Regions from separate parts of the Zea mays genome. Here all the other regions are linked to region 1. A link is a contact called in public Hi-C data. All regions are on one chromosome and are shown on one strand. The core of a region is the stretch at or near the end of the contact, and the rest is flanking DNA. Distances in the headings are between cores, read along the strand shown.

What was found. Hi-C and Micro-C count contacts between places; a contact is called where the count stands out from the background.
Region 2: a Hi-C map of tassel shows a contact between it and region 1, with 2.6 times the contacts expected there. The contact joins the promoter of LOC100283239 here to the promoter of LOC100274970 in region 1. A contact is called at or near these places in 2 of 25 Hi-C or Micro-C datasets (ear and tassel).
Region 3: a contact with region 1 is called in a Hi-C map of ear, with 2.4 times the contacts expected there. The contact joins the enhancer-like site here to the promoter of LOC100274970 in region 1. A contact is called at or near these places in 3 of 25 Hi-C or Micro-C datasets (ear, endosperm and leaf).

The regions. Positions count from the first base shown.
Region 1 is chr10:122,017,365-122,021,275 of Zm-B73-REFERENCE-NAM-5.0, forward strand. LOC100274970 reads right to left here and starts at 1,610. Exons shown (of 2, transcript NM_001357707.1): 1 at 1,328-1,610; 2 at 1-840. The coding sequence starts at 598. The coding sequence ends at 158.
Region 2 is chr10:122,369,590-122,373,500 of Zm-B73-REFERENCE-NAM-5.0, forward strand. LOC100283239 (22.0 kDa class IV heat shock protein) reads left to right here and starts at 2,068. Exons shown (of 1, transcript NM_001156141.2): 1 at 2,068-3,109. The coding sequence starts at 2,302. The coding sequence ends at 2,955. It also overlaps the pseudogene LOC103641691.
Region 3 is chr10:121,740,659-121,744,569 of Zm-B73-REFERENCE-NAM-5.0, forward strand. No RefSeq gene overlaps it. Among protein-coding and RNA genes, the nearest start is that of LOC115208750, 22 kb to the left of the region's middle. Within about 2 kb of position 2,048, at least 18 of the 20 cell types and tissues checked have an H3K27ac peak or open chromatin away from gene starts, as enhancers often do. A contact at or near this core is called in ear and leaf, where this site is marked.

The DNA.
Region 1 (3,911 bases), core at 360-2,859:
CCCCTATGCAAATTAATTAGCCGAACAGAGACATCGTACGATCGAGAAGAGCAGAAGCTGAGGACTAACTGATCCATCGCAAGACCTCCCTCTGTCACAAAATCCAAACGAAAGGACGACAAGAGAAAGAAAGGAAAAAAAAAACCGATGTGATTATCTACATGTAGGTCGGTCCGGTTCCACCGCGGCCGCCGGTGGACGACGTGGGCATGAACGCCAGCACGAGCAGCAGGAGCAGCATTGCCACGGGGACCAGCATCAGCATCGACGGCGGCGGCGGCAGCGGGGGCAGGACGAGCGGGAGGATCACCAGCGACGCGGTGACGCCGACGAGCAGCAGAGCCGGGAGCGACAGGTACCCGGAGCAGAGGCTGCCGCCGCCACGGCTGCTACTAGGCTCCTCCTCCTCCTCCTCCTCCACCACCCTGTGGGTGGCCCTCTGGTGGGAGTGAGACGTCGTCGAAGCGCGCGACGAGGACGCGGCGGTTCCGCTGCCCCTCTCCATATCGCTGGGCGCGGCGGACGGTGCGCTGCGGTTGGGGCTAGCGGCGGCACTGTTGATCAGTTGCTGGGTGTCCTCCGGCCGGGTCGTGCTCATCGTTTCCGGGGCTCAAGAACCTGATGAGCGAAGCGGAGCCGCCGGAGCGCTCGCTTCAGCCGACGCCTCCTCGCGTGCGTGTGCTGCCGTCTTAAGTCCAAGGCGCCGCGCATGCAGTGGCAGTGCACACTGCACACAGGCACACAGCTAGCTACCAGCCTACCACTAGCAGTCTTTGAGCTGAAGCACTCCGTCTCACCACCGCTCGATCGGCGAATCAGGCCAGATCTAGCTAGCTAGCACTGCAGTCTCGGCGGCGAAAAATATCTCGTCAGCACATGAATGAAGCGATGTTATGATCAGATATGCGGACAACTGAAGGAGCGCGTGCGTAAGACATGCGTGTAAATTACTTCACCCAGCAGACCGGTGAAAAGCCATGGACAAAAGCAAGAAAAACACGCAAAGGTATAGTAGGAGGCACAAAACAAGACATCTAGTTCCTTGTTCTTTCAGAGAGAGAGAGACTAATAATAAGAAGAATATACAAGAAAGAGATCGGGCGAGCACCACAATATGTAGTTTCTGAACCCCAACAGTCGTTATATCGTCGTCAGTGAACTGATGAGCGTATATAGGACGATGGGCCCACCAAAAAGCACTCAGCTTGAGAGGGCGGAGGGCCGTGCATACGAATACGATCACATGCAGATAAACATCGGCATCGAGCAAAGGAAGGCACAGACTGCTATCGATCGTAGGCTCGTAGCAGCATGTACAGCAGCGTACCTGGTGAGATGGATTGACGCAGCAGCGTAGCATGTCCATGCATGCCAGTTTTAGCTAGCTGGGTCGCATGAGGAACGAACAGATCCTGTGACTGGTCGTCGTCAACCTCACGCAGCGACGACGATGGAGACACGGACGCAGAGGGGCAGAAGAGAGGTAGACGAGAGACAAGAGGAAGAGGGGTTGGACGTTGGAGGCACCACGCCGAGCAGATGCAGTGCATCTGGCGCAACTAGTCATCGGCGCCCGTGCAAGTTGCTGCGATGGTGCGCGAATATAATATGCGCGAAGGCGGAGAGGGGGAGGGGGCTTTTGCGATGGGATCCAGGCGGGGGCAGGGGTTCATTCGTCTCCCCTGGCCGCAACCCCCGCCCGACGCCTGACCTCAGTCTCGGACGTGCTTCACGCTGCCATTTGCTCGGGTTTTTCCACGCGCCAGCCAGGAGGCCCCCACCGCTGCTCACTCAGCAGCAGCCTGCCATGCCAGCTCCGGCTAAGCTTCCTACTACTTCTACAATTTTTATCTTTATAGACTGCGGCTGCAGTACCAACAGCCCCTTCTTCTTTGTTGCCATCGGCATCGGCTCTGCTGCCCGCGGTTTTCTTAATTCTGCCGGAAATCTAGGGGCGATGTACTAGCTTAATCAATTTATTAATCGCTATGGTCCAGGGATGATTAGACGAGTCGTGGTTAGCTGCCGGCCTTGGCTCTTGCTTCTGAGCTATAAGCAGCTGGGAGAATCGTTGCGGATATATTTCAGCGGCATGTGGTGGCGTGTCCCGACGGAGTACTAATGTATGGTGTTCTTCCCTGTAGATTGCTAGTTTTAGCCAACACTTCAAACAAGCGCTAAATCTGTCGTGAATCAAATGGTTCTCGTGCCAGCCACAAGGGTGATGCTTAAGCGCCTAATGCTTTTGGTAGCAGTGTGCCTGTGCTTAAAGAAAGCCAAATATACGCCAAATGATTCAGTTCATACAATACAATTACTAATAAATTGAGTGATTCTCCTATGTGGTATGACTTAATCAAAAACAAAAATAGTATACGTGCAGGCAGAGGCATTAAAATTAGAAATGGACAACAAAGTAGAATTTGGGATTGGCAGTTGGCTGTCTGATGAGGCATTGTGCCTAGTTATACCGGTGATTTAGGACTTGTTTGGATCCAGGGGTTAAAAGCAAACTGATTAAAGGTTAGCTTCTTCTTAGGAGCTAAAAGTGACTAAAAGGGTACACTTTTATTATTTTAGTCACTCATTCTTCCGGTTTAGATCTTTAACCCCCTAAATTGACTAAACTTTAACCACTTTTTCTTTAGCTCCTGGTATCTAAACAGGCCCTTATTAATTATGTAACCAGAAGAAAGTAAGTGTGCCAAAAATCTAATTATTAGTGGATGACCTCAAGTATATATATGTGGGATAAGATTTAGGAACAAGTGGTGTCGTTCCATCTTAATGACAGTCCAGAAAGCATTATCTGGAAATCTAGGAAAAATGGAAGATTTTCTGTCAAATCTGTATACAATACCTTACTAGAAATGAAACCGGTTTACATTTTAAACACATTTGTAAAGAAAAAAAACCACCAAAAATCAAGTTCTTTATGTGGCTCATAGAAAATGGGCCTTGCTAACAAAAGCTAACTTCATTAAGGGGAATTGGATTGGGAGACTTGGATGTTATTTCTGTCAGTGTAACAAGTCAGTCGACCATTTATTATTTTTATGTCATGTAGCAAGAATTGTTTGGGCCTCTATTGCAATTGGGTTTAATGCTATTTCATCTGATTGTGTTGGTCATGATGTGGAAAATAGCAATCCCAAGGAAAGAATGCACATGTTTGGCGGGTAGCTGCAATTTGTTGGGCCATTTGGAAAGCCAGAGATAAGGCATGTTTTTTTTTAAAAAAACTAATCAAGAACTTTATGGAAATTATATGTCATGCATTTGTGTTGATGTGTTATTCGACATGTTTGTTCATGGAAATTTTGGCATCCCCAGGTGTTTGAAAGTTCTACGTTGGGAAGATTGAAAATTCCACTTTTGGTTTTAATATTTAAGAAAACTAGTGAACTAACCTTTACTCTAGTGTTGTGAATAAGCTAGGTTAAGTTTATATCTAAGATTGGGTAAGAATGATAACCATGAAAATAATGGTGATAAGGACAAATGATAAACGAGTGTTCAACATAGGAAAAAAGAAGAAGAAAAGCAAAATAAAAGGGTTCAAGAAAAGATATAGCTAGGGAATTTTATTTTGTCCATCAAGATAAAATAGAATGACTAATCAGATTTAGAATAGATGTTGAAACTAGAGTAAAATACACCGACAGTTTCTAAACTTGTAGCGTTGTATCCTCTAAGTCCCTAAACTTTTAAAGTGCACATCTAAAGTCCCTAAACTTGTGAAGTTATATCATCTCGGTCCCCAAACTCTCAACATATACATTTATGGTCCCTATACTTCTACGGTTGTGGGTCCATAAGCTTGTTTTTGGTGGCATAATAGTTCTAAATAGGTTGGACCTTTGATGACACTAAAAATAAGTTTAAAAACTCAGATGACATAGAACCATACA
Region 2 (3,911 bases), core at 818-3,317, 350 kb after region 1:
TGGATTTATAATGTTGTTAGATGCCTGAACTCTGCATGCTTATACACATAACATTTGTGTGTGTAGTGAACCCTGGGCAATATATGTGAAATGAAAAAAATGTTGCTTACCACTGGAATCTGTTTTCTTAAACGAAGTAACTAACTGATACTTGAAAGTTTATTGGTTTCGTCTGTTAGTTTGTCTAATTATATAAGTTTTCGGTTGCTAAATTTCTATATATATGTTAGGCTGGATATATGGGTGTGCATATCAGACTGAAGCTTTTTTAGGATGTCTGAGACAATTGCAGTTTAGTATGCAATGAATCCTGGACTATATATGTGAAATAATGAAAAAATGTTGATTATCATTGGAATCTATTTTCTGAAACGAAGCAACTGGGTACTTGAAAGTTTATCGTTTTCATTTGCTAGTTTGTATGGATGTGCATATCAGATTGAAGTTTTTTTTCTTCTAGGATAGCGTTGCTTTGCTGATATATGGGTGTGCATATCAGAATGAAGCTTTTTTAGGATGTCTGAGACAATCGCAGTTTAGTATGCAGTGAATCCTGGACTATATATGTGAAATAATGAAAAAATATTGATTATCATTGGAATCTATTTTCTGAAACGAAGCAACTGGATACTTGAAAGTTTATCGTTTTCATTTGCTAGTTTGTATGGATGTGCATATCAGATTGAAGTTTTTTTTCTTCTAGGATAGCGTTGCTTTGCTCCCTGCTATGAAGCTATGAATGTGTGCGAGCTTACATATATCATCTTCCCCTTTGTTTTCTTTTATTTCCTCGAAAGCTAAAAATTTATTTCCTCGGAAGCTATGGATGTGTGCGAGCTGCCAATCTCTGAGTTTCAGACTGGTGTTGAGAAGGATGGCTCCGTTGGGCGCAGGGGGAGGGGGTAGGCGTTGTCGTGGGAGCGCGTCCAACACAGGACACCGCGCGCTGCGGCGGCGGGCGCGGGAGTCAGAGCGACGGAAACAGCAGTGGGGTTCAATGAGGGGTTGTGCGCGGATGGGATAGCAGAAGAAGGAGGAAGAGACAGTCCATCGGAAGATCGGGTGAGATAGCGGGAGGAGGAGGAAGAGACATTCCAACGGAAGACGAAAACCCTAACGCCATTTTTTTCTAGAAAAAGTTGTGTGAGAAGAAAAAATCTGAGAAAAAACACACCTGACTTGAAGAGAGGCCGGCGCAGGAGACGACGCACGATCGATCCGCAGTCGCCGTTCGTGAATGGTGAGAGCGTCGTCCTTTGGAAATGGAAGGGATGAAGACCGGAACCTTTTTTTCTCCTTGTTCTGATGGCAAACTGACCGATATGCAAGGAGTCCAAGGACCTGGAAGTATCCGGTTGACTGTGTGGTAGCTGCTACGGGAAGCTTCCAGTCGCTGGCCGTGCGATGCATTCACAGCCGTTGACAGACTATCCAATGGCTGAAAAAATTTAAGCCGACGTGGACGCACGTATTTCCTCCCTTGCTCCCGGCTCTTTATCTATAGAATTTTCAAAGTATGTGTCATGAATAATCGAATCTATTCAAATTAAAATTGTATTCTGAATTCATACGAACTTAAGATGTTGGTAGTCATCAGCGTTAAAAAGGTGTAACTTAGAACAAACCTAGATGTTCTTTCTTGTTGACAAAACAAACCTAGATGTACTTTATTAATAAGTCGAAAATACTAGGAAAAGAAGCTTGTTAACCCCACAGGCCACAACTCAGATCAAAATTGTTCGCCTGCAATGACTCAAAAAAAAAAAAAATCGTTGCCATGCATGGTCGGTAATCACCAGGCCCATGGAAAGGTATGTGTGATGGGCCATGCGCCGTGGACCTGGTCCGCGATAAACGCTGACTTGGCCCAGCCCAAAAGAGACGCCGACGGCGACGAGGACGTTTCAGGAGATCTCTCCCGCCATCGGGACGTTAGCCGTGCGGCGAAGCCTCTGCAACAACCTCGAACCCTCTCGAGCTCGTCGAACCTTCTGGCTCGCCACCGCGCTCCCTTCTCCGACTTCCTCACCACGCTATAAATATACCCCGCCTCGCTGCCCTGTCACCATCGCATCATCATACCACCGATCGAAGGCACACTAGGCACTAGCTAGGAAGAGCGCATCAGGAAGCGTACGTCAACTGGCTTGCGCGTCGATTCTTGTCTTGAAGTTGAAATCTTGGCGCGAGTGTCGACCTTTAATCAATCGGGCGTAGTTTTTTGCTCACTGATCAGCGAGTTCTGTTAGATTGAACTTTAAAGTGCGCACGCACTGCCCTGAAGCCTTCGGGTCCGTGACGATGTCGAGGAGAGCCGCAGCAGCGCTCGCGCTCGCGTGCCTCGCCGTGATGGCGGCGGCACTGGCGGACGGCGCGCTGCTCCCGTGGTTCGGCGAAGGGAGGCGCGGGGGCGACGAGGCCGCGGCGGCGGCGGCGTCTCCGCTGTCCGGGCCCGGGGTGGGCCTCCTGGCCGACCCGTTCCGGATCCTGGAGCACGTCCCCTTGGGCTTCGACCGGGACGACGTGGCCATGGTCTCCATGGCGCGCGCGGACTGGCGCGAGACTCCCGACGCGCACGAGATCGTGGTGGACGTGCCCGGGATGCGCAGGGAGGACCTCAAGATCGAGGTGGAGGACTACAGCCGGGTGCTGCGAGTCAGCGGCGAGCGGCGGCGCGCGGAGGAGCACAGGGGCGACCACTGGCACCGCGAGGAGCGCTCCCACGGCAGGTTCTGGCGCCAGTTCCGCCTCCCCGAGAACGCCGACCTCGACTCCGTCGGCGCCAGCCTCGACAACGGCGTCCTCACCGTGCGGTTCCGGAAGCTGGCCCCCGAGCAGGTCAAGGGCCCGCGCGTCGTTGGGATTGCCGGGGGAGACGGTGACGGCGACGCGAAGAAGAGTATTGGCGGCGGCGCCGGGGATGGTCATCATCAGACCAAGAAGGTGGAGCTCTGAACAGTCAAACGAGGGGTGTTCGCGTTTTTTTTTTTTGGGTATGTTCTGTATGTTCCACGACGTATCCGGTATCTCCACCTGTATTGTATGGAGAGGCAGAGAAAGTGTGCGATCTTGACTGAGAAATAAAAACCTACAGCACTATCCCTTCAATTCAAAACACAGTTACTGATGATCTTGCATGACTTTTTTTCTCTTCGGAGAAGCTATTCTGTGTCCGAGTATATGGTTGTTCTACGTTATTTTTTACGAATAACTCATTACATCTATTTCAAATTAACTCATGCATACTTATCTCCTCCGCGCAACCAATCTCCACGTACCAAACTACACATACGCATACAAACCACACATCCGCATAGATGGTCAAACGGCCCGGCATGGTCCCGCCCTGCCGCAGCTCCGGCCAGATACGGTAGCTCGTTGAGCCATCAGCGTAAAATGTTAAAAACGATGCAGAAGGTGGGTTCAAACCCACGTCTTGATAGAAGAAGAGCGAAAGACACTAGGTGAAACCATCTAACCAGTAGAACATCATTCTTAAGTGTTTTTAATATTAAATATAAATTATACATATGTATATATGATTTTTTGTAAAATAAAAAATATAATCGTGTCAAGCCGGACCAGCACTACGGGTCGAGGCTACGGCCCAAACACAGCACGTCGCTCGTGCCGGACTGGTTCAATCACTATTAAATGTGTCGTGCCTCGAGCTGGCCCGCGAGACACAACCCATTTGACCATTTATACCTCTGCATGATAATGATGGAACTCGCCTCAGTTGCCGCCATCTCGTTCGCCATCCTGCTTCTTTTCTCTCTCCCCTCATGTCTTCGCCTCCGCGCCACCCATTCTCGGCAGACCCACGCAGTGGTTATTGCACGTCCATGAGGACATTTCACAGCATGCGCGCACCATCATTTTCGCCGTCGTCGGACGTCCCATTCGTCTTC
Region 3 (3,911 bases), core at 798-3,297, 280 kb before region 1:
CAATCGCATGCCTCTCCTAGACCAAGCCAAATAATTCTTTTCCCCCTCCAATTTTATCTCATTTGGCATAACTCTAGGTTCTGAACCGATTCTATATAAGCAATATTTTCTTTACTTGTAGAAGAAGCTTCATCCTTTTTGCTGACAATAATTCAACCAACTTACCATGAACTTGCTCAATCCCTTAATTTTCTCTCCCATTTTACTAGCAGCACAACCAGATTAAACTCAACTACTCCACGTACTCAAACTGATAGCAAACTTTCTTTGCTTCTCTTTACTCACAACAACAACAACAGCAACAGACTTGTTTAGATACCTTAAGTCGAGCTCTCAGCCGAGCCCCTGGATGTTGGCCGACTCTTCACCGGCGGTACCAGCCACCGTACCAACCCTTCGTTCAGCAGCTCCTTCTGCTGCAGCCATCTCCCTAGCAGCAGTACGCTCCCTCTCCTTTCAGCAGCAGCCTTCTCCCTTGCTTCAGCAGCGGCTCTCTCCGATGGAGCCGGCGGCTTTCCCTCCTCCTCGACTTGCTTGCGTTGCCGGAGCGTCTCCACCACGAGCTCGTCGTCACCGCCCAGCCGGACGTCGACTTGCTGCTGCCGCCGCCTTGGCCCAGTGACAGCTTCACCACTGGCTCCGCCGTGCCCTTGGGCACCTCGCTCGGATCACCACACCACGCCTTCAACACCTAGCTCAGGTACCGTGTTTAAGCTTCTAGAATACACTTTCAGGAGTATGATACCCTGTTACAGTTTACATTACATATTACACACAGGCACGCACACAAGCCAATGGGCGAGGCCCTACACATTTAATATTCCAGGAGTCAGAAATAGTCGCCCAACATTTTAACAGATACTCCGTAAGAACCTGCGTGTGCTAACTTTCTACTGATCCTAGTTCGATCTAAAAGTAAATAAACATTTGTTCGTTCTTTGTAGGCTAATCTGAACATTTAGAGTGCATAAGGGAGCTTAATTACCAGCTTCAATTGCATTTCTAGCAGCTACCCTGAGATCACTGATGACCAAAGGAGGTGTGAAAGTAGCAGCGACATCTACAACATTGGCTCTCACTTGAGGTTTTCAGTGGGTTTTTTTTTTTTGAATTGGGAGGTTTTCAGTGGCTTATTAGTGCTTGAAATTGGAGCTGAAAAGCTGCATTGGAACACTTAACATTTGTTGGTATAATGACACTTTTATTATTTACTAAAACGCTGTAGTAGAAATAGTATATATGAGCGCATACTATAGGCCTGTTTGGATAGCCGCCATAAGCGCCCCAGCGTGCCACACCTGCGGCGGTCGATTTAGGCGCCACACCCGTGGCAGCCGGAGTGTGGCGCGGTGTGGCGCCCGAGCCAGCCCACCAAACAGACTCTATATATGTTGGTTTATGAAAAAACACATTTCGTGGACCCATATCGATGGTGCGCACTGTCTGCAAAGCACCCACATCCTCAACTTGCCGACGAAGGGCAAAGATGGAGAGAGAGAGAAAGAAGGAGAAAAGGAGGAAGACAGTGTAGTGGAGAACCTAGTCTTCGATGAACAGCACAGGGCATCCAAATAATAAAACCGCTAAAAATCACAAACATAGATCGTACACGATCTCATGCACGCCGGCCATGGCCGTCGTCTTCCTAGTTCGGAAAAGCAGCGCTACTTTGGCCGCTTTGACGCACACATGGAGCCCCCTGTTGCGCGCGACGCGAGAGGATTCCAAACGAACCGCTTCTTGTTGGGGAACGAACCAGAAGCTACTTGTTTGCTGATAAAGGGGTTAGGAAATTGGGAACTGGCCCAACTGAAAAGCAAGGGGCCAGGGCGTACCTGTGGCTGTGGGATGGATCAAGTTTTCTCATCTTGAAGGAAAGAGACAAAGGAGGTATGCAAGCAAGACGGAACCGTCGCGCCGAGGTGTGAGTTGAGGTGTCACTGATGCAGACACGCGATGCCAAAATGGGCCGGAGCCAGAACTGGGCCGAGGCCCGGTCTGCACCATTATCTGCTCTCGTCGAGTCGTCGTTCTCCCGCAGGGCACCTGCTTCAGCTAGTGAACGAGGCCGCTGTGCACCACAGGCGTAGCCCTGCTAGAACTGCAAGCGAGCATAGCACATGTGCAGGAAACGGATCAGCATCCGCAACACTCGTACGGCTGTTTAGAGGGTGTTTACATATATCTAGGAGCAAAATTCAAAGGGGAGGCAAGATTCTCTCCAGCAATGTGTCCTCTATATTCATTCGTTACAGTCTTCTTTAAAAGACCCCCCTATATCTCCTCCTCTTAATCAACATCCTCTATATCTCGTCCTCCACACGTACCTATATTAGAGATATATTTTACTTTTGATTTTATACGTACGTATTTGTCATACTCAAATACTCTCAAATGTATTATATATATTTTGTTTTTAAATATTTTGTTTAAAATATTAAAATAGATAGAGAAGAGGAGAGAGAAACTCTCTATATATATAGGATCCAAGAACGTCCTCTATATTTAGAGTATCATTTATAGAACGCTCCAGGATGGGTAGATGGTTGGAATCTTCTCTAAAGTTCAGGGTAGAGGAAGCTTTACAAGAGATTTTGGAGATGGTCTAACCAGAGTCAACCAAACACTCTAACTTTAAAGGTACAAACTCTATAGAGTTTTGAGTGTTGTAATATATACAAAGTTTTGGAGTAACTCTTTTGCTGCTCTAAAATTCTTAAAAACAACTTAGACATGGAGTTTGAAGGTATTTACTCATGACTTTCACTTGTTATGAGAATTGAGAAAGCAATCCAAAATTCAGAGCAGAGCTACTTCACCTAGAGTTTTGGAGAAGAGCTGGAGCATAGTCATGCCAAACACCCCCTTATTTCCTAGCTACATCGTCTCTGAGCATGAGTGTAATGGATATGTTTGTTTCCTTGCAAAACAATTTGGTCTTGCTGGTGTGGACTTTAAAGAACCACTGAACCACTCTATAGAGAAACGAAACTCTTAAGCCATCTCTAACAAGCCGTGTATATGGGCATGCAAAACACTGTTTTGTACTGTAGACTATACTATTTATAGAGTGTAGTTTCAAATATAGAGTGAGATAGGAGGTGGGATATGGTGGATGCTGGAGATAACCTAGGCTCTCGTCGTGCTTGTTTGGGCCATTTTACCCCTCTATAGGGTTGCACTTTGTGAGCCCACTGAGAGGTATTAGATAAACATATCGTTTGCTGTTGTTCATGGCCACGACTGCAATGGCGGTGGTGTCTTGCAACGTTGACCCGCCTCCTCCATGGCCATCTCCTCCTCCTTTGAGTGTTCTGTTGCGGCGGTGGTAGAGGATCCTCGCCTCCGGTGCAACCTCCATCGTCCTGCTCGTGTAGAGGACACACCCTAACACCACTTCCTTCTGCCTCACTCCATTGTTATCGTTCACTCTTCCGCAGCGACTGGTATCAGATGCTGGTGTGTATGGAGTAGACCTTAGACGTGGAGGTTCAAGCCGCTCGACCGCTCTACCTTGCTGATGGTGTGAAGCCTTCTTGCCTTCTCCTTCCTAGCAGTAGCCAAGCAAGGAGATTCTTTCTCGCCTTCTTTGTGCTACTGGTGGGTGGAGAGCTTTGTGCTCCGCCATACTAATTAAATGTGCTTCCTTGGCACCAACTTTGTTTATTCTTCAGATTGTCACCACCTTCCCCATGTTAATTTGAAGCAAGTTGAGTCCTAGGTTTACACCTCCTATGGCTACACGGGACATGCGATGATTGACTTGTTTCTTGTGGTTCTTTGTGATTATGGCTACATAAATAATCTATCAGTTTTGCATAATCATCATATTGTATTGCTTCATTTTGTGTTGATCTATAGCCACTAATTCATATATGTGTTATTACGCTGTTGTAGATATATGTATGTTC